4 separate regions of the Mus musculus genome follow, and regions 2, 3 and 4 are each linked to region 1. Evidence: chromatin contacts called from public Hi-C and promoter capture Hi-C data. All regions are on one chromosome and are shown on one strand. The core of a region is the stretch at or near the end of the contact, and the rest is flanking DNA. Distances in the headings are between cores, read along the strand shown. Region 1 holds the start of Mtmr6 (myotubularin related protein 6). Region 2 overlaps Spata13 (spermatogenesis associated 13). Region 3 holds the start of Spata13 (spermatogenesis associated 13). Region 4 has its middle 93 kb from the start of Gm41166.

Evidence for each region. Promoter capture Hi-C pulls out the DNA fragments that hold promoters and counts their contacts. Hi-C and Micro-C count contacts between places; a contact is called where the count stands out from the background.
Region 2: a promoter capture Hi-C map of liver shows a contact between it and region 1, with 2.7 times the contacts expected there. The contact joins the enhancer-like site here to the promoter of Mtmr6 in region 1. A contact is called at or near these places in 3 of 39 promoter capture datasets (hippocampal neurons, liver and maxillary cranial neural crest), 2 of 115 datasets of contacts at active chromatin or transcription factors (astrocytes and embryonic stem cells) and 2 of 9 other capture datasets (adipose tissue and liver).
Region 3: a promoter capture Hi-C map of neural stem cells shows a contact between it and region 1. The contact joins the promoter of Spata13 here to the promoter of Mtmr6 in region 1. A contact is called at or near these places in 1 of 39 promoter capture datasets (neural stem cells), 5 of 484 Hi-C or Micro-C datasets (CD8 T cells, adipose-derived mesenchymal stem cells, embryonic stem cells and 1 more), 1 of 115 datasets of contacts at active chromatin or transcription factors (astrocytes) and 2 of 9 other capture datasets (adipose tissue and liver).
Region 4: a contact with region 1 is called in a Hi-C map of muscle stem cells, with 2.5 times the contacts expected there. The contact joins the enhancer-like site here to the promoter of Mtmr6 in region 1. A contact is called at or near these places in 10 of 39 promoter capture datasets (the 3T3-L1 cell line, HPC-7-derived erythroid cells, cranial neural crest and 6 more), 4 of 484 Hi-C or Micro-C datasets (the HPC-7 cell line, Sertoli cells, muscle stem cells and 1 more), 12 of 115 datasets of contacts at active chromatin or transcription factors (T-cell acute lymphoblastic leukemia, astrocytes, bone marrow-derived dendritic cells and 8 more) and 2 of 9 other capture datasets (embryonic stem cells and macrophages).

Annotation. Positions count from the first base shown.
Region 1 is chr14:60,263,750-60,266,735 of GRCm38.p6, reverse strand. Mtmr6 (myotubularin related protein 6) reads right to left here and starts at 1,531. Exons shown (of 14, transcript NM_144843.4): 1 at 1,375-1,531. The coding sequence starts at 1,398. It overlaps Gm38641 (a long non-coding RNA gene), which reads right to left. Exons shown (of 3, transcript XR_874661.1): 3 at 2,829-2,986.
Region 2 is chr14:60,655,454-60,658,439 of GRCm38.p6, reverse strand. The region is part of intron 1 of Spata13 (spermatogenesis associated 13); the gene reads right to left. Among named protein-coding and RNA genes, the nearest start is that of Spata13, 22 kb to the right of the region's middle. Within about 2 kb of position 1,544, at least 71 of the 459 cell types and tissues checked have an H3K27ac peak or open chromatin away from gene starts, as enhancers often do. A contact at or near this core is called in adipose tissue, embryonic stem cells and liver, where this site is marked.
Region 3 is chr14:60,633,302-60,636,287 of GRCm38.p6, reverse strand. Spata13 (spermatogenesis associated 13) reads right to left here and starts at 1,583. Exons shown (of 13, transcript NM_001033272.2): 1 at 1,424-1,583.
Region 4 is chr14:60,528,972-60,531,957 of GRCm38.p6, reverse strand. It overlaps a transcript of Spata13 not described here. Among named protein-coding and RNA genes, the nearest start is that of Gm41166, 93 kb to the left of the region's middle. Within about 2 kb of position 1,412, at least 76 of the 459 cell types and tissues checked have an H3K27ac peak or open chromatin away from gene starts, as enhancers often do. A contact at or near this core is called in embryonic forebrain, muscle stem cells, neural progenitor cells and 1 more, where this site is marked.

The DNA of each region.
Region 1 (2,986 bases), core at 282-2,781:
TTAGTGATCAGGGTGTTTTTAGTTCACTGGATTCTGTTTGCTTTCACTGATGTGTGTGTGTGTGTGTGTGTGTGTGTGAGAGAGAGAGAGAGAGAGAGAGAGAGAGAGATTCTCAGCAGCAAACAAGCAATGAGGTTCAGAGTAGAAGGCAGTTTCTGAGCCGACAGCTGTTAGGGCCCTGTGACAGGGACAAGAAGGGCTCCCATGCTCACTCTCATTCTCTTCCCTGCCTTAGCACCCTCTGCTGTACATCGAATCATCCTCCCATTTTCAAATTTTAAATGTCAGCAACTTAAACGTTCCTTCTCTTTAAATAAATAAATAAAATCTGCCAAGCAGTGGTGGTGCACACCTTTAATCCCTGCACTTGGAATCAAAGGAGGATAGCTCTCTGTAAATTCAAGGCCAGCCTAGTCTACAGTGCAAGTTCCAGGACAGCCAGAGCTACACAGAGAAACCTTGTCTCAAAAAAACCAAAATTTTGGAAGAGGAGCACCTCCACATTTCCTACAAATAGTATAGGCAAACTCCAAAATAAATCCTAACAAAAATTCATGTTATGTTATCCATAACATCAAGGACTGTGAAGCGTTTTAAAGAATAATGAAGAAAAAAATGCAGTTTATTCCCAAATGACCTGTAACTTTAAGACCTTTAGGACAGACAGTAAGTGACAGTTAAGGCTCTGGCAAAGCCCAGAGAGGTGTTTTTCCTCATCTTAAAAGGTCATTCACGCCCTTTGATCTCCATTTCTGTTTTGGCCCTTTCTGAGGCTGAAGTTTGGCCATTCTCTGAATTCTTCTCACACAGAAAAATTAAGCACGGACTTGACAAACAAGCTCAGTTATAGGAAAGTTCCATGGACCTTTTACAATATGACACAGCCTTTCTTTCCCCTTCTGCATAACTGCTGTCAAGTTGGCTCCCTACACTTAAGACAATGCCTAAAGTTGGAAGCACAGAAGTATCAACTCTAAGTGTCTGGAGAACTAGAAAAGTGAGTGGCCTCGGATGCGCTAATATTTGCACCGCGGAAAAGAGCGGGCGGGGCACTTAAACCAGAGCAAGACTGGTTCAAGAACAGCACAGCACTGATGGATAACTGGACCCACCAGCCTGGGGGCGAGCCAGGCGGCGATCGGCCGAAATCCCCCAAAGTAAAAAGCAGCCCCAGTCTTGTCCAAAAGAGCAAAGCTCGCTGGGCGGCCACCGTTTGCCGACTCCCCAAGCACCTCCTGCCAAGGCGCCTGCGCTGTCCACACGGCCTCCGCACCCCCAAACTGCCGGCCCTCAACGGAGGCCCCGCACCCCCAAACTGCCCGTCCGCCTCTGCCCAATGGACCCCGGCAGCTGCGAGGATCTCCCGCCGACTACCTTGGTTGTCCGGATGTGCTCCATCCCGGGGCGACGCCCGCAGGCAGCTGGCCTCAGGAGAGCACCATCGGGAGAGAAACGGGGCGGTGACAGCCACCCGCAGGAACTCCCTCAACCCGGCAGCGTCAGCCACCCCCGCCGCCGGTGGCACTGCGCAGGCGTCATCTGAGAGCTCTGTCGCCTAGAAACACTTCCGCAAATCTTAGCTTCAGAGGGGATCCTGACAGCCGGCTGAGTGTCGCCCATAGAGAGCGTATGCTAGCTGGGCCACATGCATGGCCTGTTGTACAGCGCCCTCTCTGATGGAGGACTGGTATTGCCCCGGCCAACCAAGCTAACCCACATGTTCAGCTAGACAAGGATCAGCAAGAGGGACTAGAAGCTTTTTCTAGGTTTAAAGATATTCCTTTTCCTGACCAAAAGGAATTTTCCAGTGAGTGCGAGACTGGATACCTCTAAATTCCAGGTTAAATTACATTTAGAAACTCATGGAGCACTGGGCTCCTGTAATGAACTATTAAATTCTATTATGATTATCAGTATTAAGTTTGAGTACATTTTGTATGGTCTTTGTTACCAAGGGGCAGGATATTACTCTTACAGGCTTATAGATAAGGCTGCACTTTAATTTAAGATGCTACATGAATGTCTTTTTTTAATTTGAAAGATATTGCTCAGGGTTGGAAAGATGGCTTATCTGTTAAGTTCTTTTTGTTTAAGTTTTTTTTTTTTGTTGTTTTTTTTTTTTTTTTTTTTTTTTGTATGTGAGTACACTGTAGCTGTACAGATGGTTGTGAGCCTTTATGTGGTTGTTGGGAATTGAATTTAGGGACCTCTGCTCGCTCTGGCCCAAAGATTTAATTATTGTTATAAATAAGTACACTGCAGTTGTCTTCAGACACATCAGAAGAAGACATCAGATCTCATTATGGATGGTTGTGAGCCACCATGTGGTTGCTGGGATTTGAACTCAAGTCCTTTGGAAGAGTGGTCAGTGCTGTTACACACTAAGCCATTTCAACAGCCCATCTGTTAAATTCTTATTAGAAACTTTTCTGATCTTTGTCTTTTGTAAATAAACAAAAATGGCTGGGATGGGCAGTTTGCCTTCCTAACGGGTAGCTGGTGTGCTCTCTCCTTGCTTCTCTGGCTGCCTCCTGCAAAAGACCTTTCAATTAAACCAACACTTTTAAACTGTTCATGGCAACCCTGGGGACCAGGAGCTGACCAAAACTTGATTAAAAACGCAGCCTATCTCTGGCTTTGCTTCTGGAATAAGCTTTGGGTCTCAAATCTCTACAACTGTACTTTGCTGTGTTCATGACAGTAACTGCCTCAGATCAGATTTCATCTACTATGTGTTATGAATTGTGGTGTCTTTACAGTTTGTACAAACATTGCTACTCTTATAGAAAGAGCAGTTTGATTACAGAAAGCAAAACTTTTCATATTTTCCTATTATTCCTTAGTATATATCAAATTAGTGTATCTTTGAATTGAGCTGTATCAGAAAAACATATCTATCTCTGTTCTACTCATAATTAAGTAGTAAAGATGTATGTGTACAAAAGAATTGTTTGTAAAAATAAATTTACCTTGTATGCTGGGGCAT
Region 2 (2,986 bases), core at 295-2,794, 390 kb before region 1:
TAATGCAAGTTCTAAGGCCATTAGGAAGTGCGCCCTTAGGAGGGCTTAAGGCAGCGATTCTCAACCTTCCTTGCGCCGAGACCCTCATGTTGGCGTGACCCCCGACCAGAAAAATATTTTTGTTGCTACTTCATAACTATAACTTTGCTATTATTATGAAATGTAATGTAATTATCTGATATGCAGGATAGCTGATATTCCAGCCCTGTGAGTGGGTCATTTGACCCCAGAGGAGATTCCACCAACTGGGTGAGAACTACTGGCTTAAGCTACCCTTTACCAGAGCCTGACCAGTTCTCTTGACAGAGATGTTACAAAAGTCTGGGCCTGGCCCCACCCAGTCTCCCTGGCTTCCCTCACTGCAATCCACTGATGAGGTGAATCAGCCCATGACTCCTCACCAGAGGCCCTATGCTGTCTGGACCTCCAGCCTCCCAAACTGTCAGCTAACTAAATTCCTTTTTCTTTGCAAGTAGTCTGCCTCAGTCGTTTTTATTGGGATAATGGAGAAGCTAATACACAGCTCGGGTAAGGATTCTGCATCACAGACTTGCATCATAGGCCAAATTATTAAAATGCTTATATGGCATTTCCTTGGGGCCAAATGTTGTATCTTTCAAATATAACTGAACTGTGTTCTGACTTGAGTTCCCTCTCCACAGCCTATCTCATGTTTATGAAAATATTCCAACACTTTAAAAATCCCAGATAAGGATACACACTATCTGCCCACACGCATACAACCTACAGACTAGTTTTGGTGGGGAACTCTGACTAATACATGGGTCATGAAAGAGAACTCTTACTTATGCATATATATTCTAAGTTAAATCAAAGCAGTTGGATACCTTCAATAAATGTATCCTTTGATTTCTAAAATACCATGCCTGTTATATTAAAATCAGTGATTTGCTTAAGGTTACTGAAATGAGACCTTGTTAAAAGACATTAATAATCATGATGTCAAAAAACTTATACCAGGCTACTAATGGATTTTGAGTTAAAGGAGCAATTACTTCCAGGGGTAATACAAAAGTCATAACTTCATTCAGCTCTTTCAAGCCTCAATCCCTAATTTTCAGCAAAAGCTTATTTCTTAGTGAATGGATCTCCAGATAGCTTTAGAAAAAAAAAATTACAGCCTTGAGCCAGCAGAATCTAAATTACCGGCCCTTAAGAATCATGCTCACAGCAGTATTTTGCTAATAAATAAAATCCTTCGTGAAGAAAACCTTCCATACAGCCAGCAATAAACGTCCCTGGGTGTCTTTCCTGCGCAGGAACAAAGCATTTACTGCAAGGCCTTTGGTGGCAAAAGTGTCATCTGCTCAGCTCCACAAGGGTTTCAGGGTTGCGCGTCAGAGTTATTAGGAAAAGGCTTCTCCGAAAACCCACGAGGTGGAGGGATCCCAAACTGGCAATAAACACACTTCTGAAGCAGGTCCCCCGGAGAAGCACAACAGAAACCGCAGGCTTATCTGGGTCCTGCTCTGGATGACTTCAGCGACCTTCACAGATGACCATGGCATCTGCTCGGGCACCGAAATAGCCAAGCAGGGGTGGTCTTCTAGGTCGGCCAGTGGACTCTAGACTCAGAACAATACTCACTCCAGATCCATTCTCCTATCTGACTTCCCTGAACATAACTAATGAACAATATTATTTAAAAGCAACAAACTGGGACTAAAGGCGGGCAATGGTGGCACACACCTTTAACTCCAGGACTCTGGAGGCAGAAGAAAAGGAAGACGGATCGCTGAATTTGAAGCCAGCCTGATCTACAGAGTGAGATCCAGGACAGCCAGGGCTACACAGAGAAAATTCCTGTCTTGAACATTTCAACAAAACAAAACAAGCCAGCAACAAGCTGGGACCATTCTACACTTTAGGTTCTTCATGATGCCGACTACAGTAGGTATGGCTTCATTTGTGGGCCAATCGCTAGGCTGGGGAGTCCAGACCATGAAATTAACAGGGATTTGAACTTTGTCCTGCTCTGAACACAAAATCCACCAGTATGTTTTGGAAGTCTGTGCTGCTGCCTGGCATTAAGTTAATATATAACAACATCCACACATCAGAGAGAGAGAGGGGAAACCAACAGTTTAAACATACACTCTAGGGAAACCAAAACTGGCATTAACTGCCAAAAAAACAAATCAACAAAACCCATCGACAATCCTGGTGTTCAGGAGACTCCATCTGTGCCGTCCACGCTTCCCACGCATGTGCAGTTGTTTGCTGGCAATGAGATGGTCCTGTGCCAACAGTTTGGTCCAAACTCCACCCACTCAGCGAAGCTTAGGCCCAGAGTTGCAGGGACACAGCAAAGGGATCTGGCTGTGTTGGAAGAGTATCTCGAGTGGTTCCCAGAGAACACTCCACATGGCTTTAACGAGGAGTTCACAAAATAACTCACTCTCGGTCAGCACTGAGGCCGCCACACCCCTCCGCCACACCACTCTGACTACACGCTTACTCCCCCATTAGCCCTCACAACAGCCAAAGGCTTTTCTGGGTGCCCTTGAACCCTCTGCTTGCTTCCATTTCCCTGGGAATAACAATGTCAGATCGGATTACTGCATGTGTTTAAGAGCTAAAACAACGCCGCCGCCGCCACCACCACCACCATGTCTCAGGACACTTCTGGGCGTTATTCTTGAAAATAGTAAATCAGCATTAGAATGAATACCTTCCGTATTTCTGGCACCAGCGTAAATGAGTCCACCTCTGGGTCTTCCTCTCATAGCCCGGATGCACCAACGAGGCAGGCTGCTACTTCAGCACAGAAGATTATGAGGTAGTTAAAAAAAAAAAAGCCTTAGTTGTGCCTCCTTGAAAACTGTTTAGCAAGAGTTCCAACATTAGGACACTGCTCTTTTGTGTGTCAACTTTAAGGAGCCATGAGGCTCTCGACTGCAGCTACTAGCTCTGCTACCTGATCCTGGTGGACTGAGAGGGCAGTTTCCACGGGGAAATCACGGAA
Region 3 (2,986 bases), core at 334-2,833, 370 kb before region 1:
TGGTGTTCTAGGCCTGTGGGGGGAAGGGAGGACCACAAGGGATCTGAGACCAAGAGAGCTGGGAAAGTCACCAAAGCGTTGGCAGGCTGTGGCTAGGGAGGAAGCAGGTAAAAAGGCCGGAAAAAGAGTGCCCGGTAACACACAGGTCACAAAGAAAGGAAAGGCTCACGAAACGGGTGGGGGTGGGGCGGCAAGTTGGGGGCCAAGGAGGTGAGTGAAAAATAATTAAAACGCTGGATAGAAAGCAACCTCCCCAAAGGCTCTAGAGGGTGGGGGAGGGGCAGAGAACAAGGTTCAGCCCCACTCGGTGGGGGTGCATAATTAACCCGTACCAAGAGAACAATGCGGTGAGGAAGTTTGAAAGGGGGCGATGAATAGCAGGGAAAGGGAGCATTTGCTAGGAAAGGTAAAAAAAAAAAAAAGAAAACAAGAGTGAGGGGAAAAAAAGCAAACAGGGTGAAATTTCTGTGCTTTAAAAGTGGGATCAAAAAAGATGGGCAAAAACCTAGAAGGTCTGGAGAATTTAGAAAACACTAGACAACAGAAATGGGGTGGAAGGGGCCTGAAAAAAATAGTGGGGGAGGGAGAGATACGGCTCTAAGAAGCCTTGGTAACCAGCAGTGAATAAATTCAAATAACTATTCTACTTATCAATGCCATGATCCCATGCTGGGCAGCAACTATAGTAGCTTGGCTCGCTTGTGTTTGCTGTTGGGATTTTTTTGTCTTCTTTCACTCGGGGAAGAAATTTGCTCCGACTCTGCAACTTTGCTGTTAAGAAGTGGGGTCCGCCAGCACAAGCCACCTGAATTCCTCTCCTGCGGCAGTCGTCCCATCCCAGAGTCTAGCCAGTATAGCAATTCCCCATATCCCGAACAGATATGGAGCCAACCCAATTCTGCCAACTCACTCTCTATACAAGTAACGATAAAGTCCCCAAGTCTTTTAGGCTGCGTCCCAGAAGGAGAAACTTGCTTTCTAATCTGAGTGCTCCAATTTAAAACGCAACCCCAATCCCCTCCATGCACAGGTCACGCCCTCCGAGGAAGGAAGCATTCAAGGGGCCAGTGGCGGCCAACCTTTGTCCGTCGTCCTGGCGCAACCCCGCAGCCCGCCCAGCAAGCAGGGAGCGCGGGTAGATAGAGTTTCAGGGTAATCCCTGACGTCCCGGGGGGAAAGGCACCGGCAAGAACAGCACACCGCGCCCTCCCCGGGGGGCGCTGCCGGGCTAGCCCAGAGCAGCCGCTAGCAGGCGGAGCGCTCACGGTGGCGCAACAGGTGAGCAGTCCCAGTCCGTCCCACGAGCCACAAGCAGGAGCTGGCAGCGGGGCACCCTTGGGTCACAGAGGCGCTCAGTTCCTCCGCGATACCCACCCGAGAGCCCGCGCCCCGCAGAGCCTTGCGCCTCTCTGGGTAGCCTCACCTCGACGGTCCCCACTCCACCGAAGCTCCAAAGCCAGCGTGTCCAAGAGGTCCTGCTGCCCAGCCGGCTCCAGCAGGGATGCAGCCGCGAGCTCGCCAGGCTCTGCGCGCCGTGGCCTCCAAGAAAGAGCAGCGCTGATTCCGCCCTCCCGCGCTCAGCCGCCTCCTCCCACGGGCCACGCCCCCAGCCCGCTCCCGAAGCCACGCCTCCACACCGCTCCCCTGAAGCCACGCCCCCGAACCCGCTCCTGGGGTCCTCGCAGCCCTCCTTGCTGGTCCAGCCTCCTCTTCAAGGAGCCACGCCCCCAGCTCATCTTCCTTGCCTCTACCCGCTAGAGAATTTTTTTTCCTTCGACCAACCCCAAACCGTTCGGTTCAAGTCCCCAGGCCAGACCACGCCCTTGGTCTCAGAGGACTCTCTCAACCTACCTCACTTCATTCCCCGCCTCTCACTACCTCCACCCGCTCCACCTCCAGGTTATGCCTTCGTGCCACTCACTCACTCCAAGTCATGCCTCCGCCCTACTAACCTTCTCTAGCAACTCCTCTTTCTCGTTTCATCTTCTCAAAGGATTACTCCCTAGTAAGACCCGGACTCTGTCCCACACCTCCGAGTCCCACTGCGGATCACCGCAGCCACTCACACACTGGCACCATACACGGACTCTTTCTTGCTCCCTACCGGCCAACATGCTGCCTCCGCCCCGGTGAGCTGCTGCGTTGCCTGGGTGACCGCCTGACGCCCACTGTCCCACCTCCTCCTATTGGACTCTTCTCCGTTCAGGCTCAGGGCTATTCTCTGTGCGGGTTCTCCTTTTAAGTCCATGGAAACTCAGCTTTAAGATGCTTTGACCTTCTGTTTTCCCAGAGCCTGGACTATGAACTCTCAAAGAACTCCTACTTTCCTAACTTGGCTCAACTGAGACCACAGAGGGGAAGCAGCTCTTCAATGCCAGGATCTGTGACACACACACACAACCCTTCCAAAATGTGCTGTGGTTATTTCTGAGGAATTCATAAGGCAAGTGCATTCTTTTAAAACTTGTGGTTTGCTGAGACGATTCCTTTGAATGGCAACAATATGCCAGCATGATTATTCTAAATATTAGAAGCTTCTTAACCAAAGAACAATCACTGTCTTAGACAAAAGAACGTGTAATGCACCAATAAAAAAGTTTAAATTAACTTTTAGATTATTTTAATAGAGTAATGCATTTGTTTGAGAATTTCACACAACCTATTTTGATCACATTCACCCTCAATTCTACTCCAACTCTTATTTTGTTTCTATGTGCATGCGTGTCTGTGTGAGTGAGTGTACTCCATTTGTGTGTTCCTGCCTGTGAAGGCAAAGAAAGGAATCACACCTCCTGGAGCTGGAGTTATAAGCGATTGGGGGCCTCTCAATGTGGGTCCTGGGAACCAAGCTGTGGTCTTCAGGAAGGGTAAGAATTGGGCTTAACTGCCGAACCATCTCTCCTCCCTAAATTAATTGTGTGTATGTCTTTAACTACTGAAAAACCCAAGCTGTAATGGAGAGTCCATGCCATTGTGCATCTGTAGA
Region 4 (2,986 bases), core at 163-2,662, 270 kb before region 1:
CTAGAGAGAAAAATGCTTTCCAGAGCAACACCAGCCCTGGCTTCCACATCCTGCCTGTAACAAGGTGAGCTTACAAGACTGTTAGGTACCCAGCAGGCTCATCACTTTCTTTTCTTGGTGCAATCTAGGGTAAGAATGACTTGACAGATTTCACACCCCTGCTAGGTGATGCTGGGTCTTAAATCCCAAAGTCCTCTTCTGTCTGAATACTGACATTCAGGGAGTCGAGGCTAAGGACCCAAGTTTTAAATGGTAGAGAGACAGCCTCCATGGACCATATTCACAAGGTGTTCGTATCTGAAGCAATGGTGTTTCTCAACACTATCGCTTAGCTTCTGTCAATTGTGATTCTGAGTTAGGACTGGCTTTGAAACTCCAGGCAAGTAAATTTCTTCTAAGACCTTTGTCTAAATTTTGTGATTAAAAAATGGAAGAAATCAGAAACATTGTTGCTAGCTAAGCGCTTGGTGCTTTATATCTAAAGTAACGATGTCACAGAGGCAGTAACTGAGCTGGAGATACACACAGGTCTTACAGACCCACAATAAAATGCTAAAGGACTAGAGAGACCCTAAGAGCATCAGGAGAGGGTGAGATTTAATGAGAATTGCCAACTATAGCCTCATGCAAGGTGGAGGGGAAATAACCAAAGCTGAGCTTCTTAGTCCCAAAACAGCCCTACAGGAAATTCCGTGGAGCAGTCTTCTATGGAAAACAGGAGATGTATCTTATAAATAATGAGGTGAGCAGAGCCATGAGGAGACAAGGCGCCATAGCGGAAGAGGGGAGACTGGACAAAGGATGGACCTTCCTGGCCAGAAGAAGACAGCATCCGGTGCAATGATAAGGAATGCAGTGTTCAGGTGCTGCCTGTAAAATGTCCTTTACACGGAAGGTTAGTGCATTGTATTGTGCCTAGACAGCTCTTAAAGCAGCCCCACTTTGCATTTTCCTTTTTTTTTTTTCCAGGTTGGTGTTCAGTGAGAGGTGGGGAAGCAGGAAGAGATGATCTGGAGGAATTCCTAATCAATAACTATAACATGATATCTCCTATGATGGATTAAAGGGGTGGAGAGTACGCATAAATACACAGACAACAATACATATTTGCATACAGATTGCTGTTTCATTAGCAGTGACCTTGAATGTAAGTGTTGGCCATTCGGAATTTAAATATTAGGAAGTAACTATTATAATATCAGTGTGAACCCCTTGGAGTCGGAGCGGGGGAGCCTGCAGACCCAGGCTTTGTCTCCGGTTCCTCCATTTGGTGCTGCATTAATAGCAGAAGTCTGAGCGACCGACCCCAGAGGCCCACGGTGGATGGGTGAGTAGAGAAAGCTGATCTCAGCCTGAGGCCAACCGACTCCTCCCTGCCATGAAGAACAGGAAGGCTGAGAAAGAGCACAGTGGGAAAGATAGGTGGGCGGAGCTGCCAGTGGGCCAGAGTGGAGGACAGAAAAACAAACCTCATACAGAGGGCCTATGAGTCCCCAAGCCTGCATACCTCTGTCTCAACTGTCCCCCCAGGACCCCCACTGTGTCCTCCAGGTCCCAGGAGAATCTTCCACCCCAGCTCTTGATGTCTTTAATGTCAGCTCAGATATCTTTAATTTCTGCCAGTCTTTCCTCCCCTTCCCCCAAACCGCCCACCCCCATCAAGTCTCTCATATGACCTCATCTGGGGAGTTTTCTGGGCTCCACTCTCATTGGGCTGTCAATGAGGAACATTCTCTAGACAACCGCACTGTCCTGGGCCAGTGAGGAGTCTAGCAGAATTGTAACAAAGCCATTTTCTTCTCCCAACCCTCACACTGGGAATTCCCTCACACTGGGAATATGACCTCATCCCTGAATCCAGATTATGCATGTGTGCACTCAAGTGCCTTGCCCCTCTCCCCCCGCCCCCGCCCCCATGCCATCGTGGCTGTCACTCCAGAACCCCTAAACATGAGGTAAGAGGGAAGCATCCTTAGGCAGAGACCCTAGAGGTGCAGGTAGTGAGGCTGAGGTGGCGTGGCTGGAACAGCTGCCCTCTGCTGGCTGCCTGCCCCCCCTCACAACACTCCCCCCCCCCCCATGGGAAACTTCTTTGTTAGTTTCACATCTTCTTGGCAGGTCAAGCAGACTCTGCACACACACACACCCCACTTCCCCCCCCCCCCCCCCCGTGAAGAAAAATAGATACAGGTGTCTGAAGTCTCAGGAGGGCTCCCCCAGCAGCTTTCTTGAGAATCCATAGCTTTGTCCACACAGTAGGGAAAGGCTGGAGATGAGACTGATGGGGGTCTACAACCTGGCTTAGCTCACAACACATACTCAGGTAAGGATGTCCTAGAGATAAAAAAACAACACACACACATACACACACACAACGGTAACACAGTCTTTGTGCTTTAGCACAAAAGACAGAAAACAGCACATTTTGGAGAATAAGGTAGGCGTTTTGTGATAGGGAAATAGTTCAAACTTGCCCCCGTCTTAGTACCTGAGTGTTGTGTAATGACTGCAGCTGTCTATAAGGCAGTGTCCCATGACACACTGGCTGCCATTGCCCATACTGTGCCAGAGCTCTGCCTCTGAGCTGAAAGCAAGCCTCAGAAGACATTCAGAAAGTTCACCGATAACCCTTTTTGCATTCAAACTCCTGGCTGGGACACAGGTCAGAAAATGACTTCATCTTTTCTGGATTCTTGCCCAAGGCTGAGCCCTGGCAGCTGCCACCTTGTGCCCTGGTGCTGTTCTGGCTGGACACCAGCTGGGCTCTTTTCTTCTGTCTTGGCTGCTGGCTTCACTCAGGGACAGCGGCCCCTGAATGATCATTGCTGGGTCTGAGCCATCCTCTGAGCCTACACGGCAGAAGGCACCAATGATGCACCTCTTTTGGTTTGTTTTATTTTGGCATTGGCTCTTTTAGAATGAGGTTTTTTTGTTGTTGTTTAATTTTTTGTTTGTTTTACTTTTTCTTTTCTTTTCTTTCTTTTTT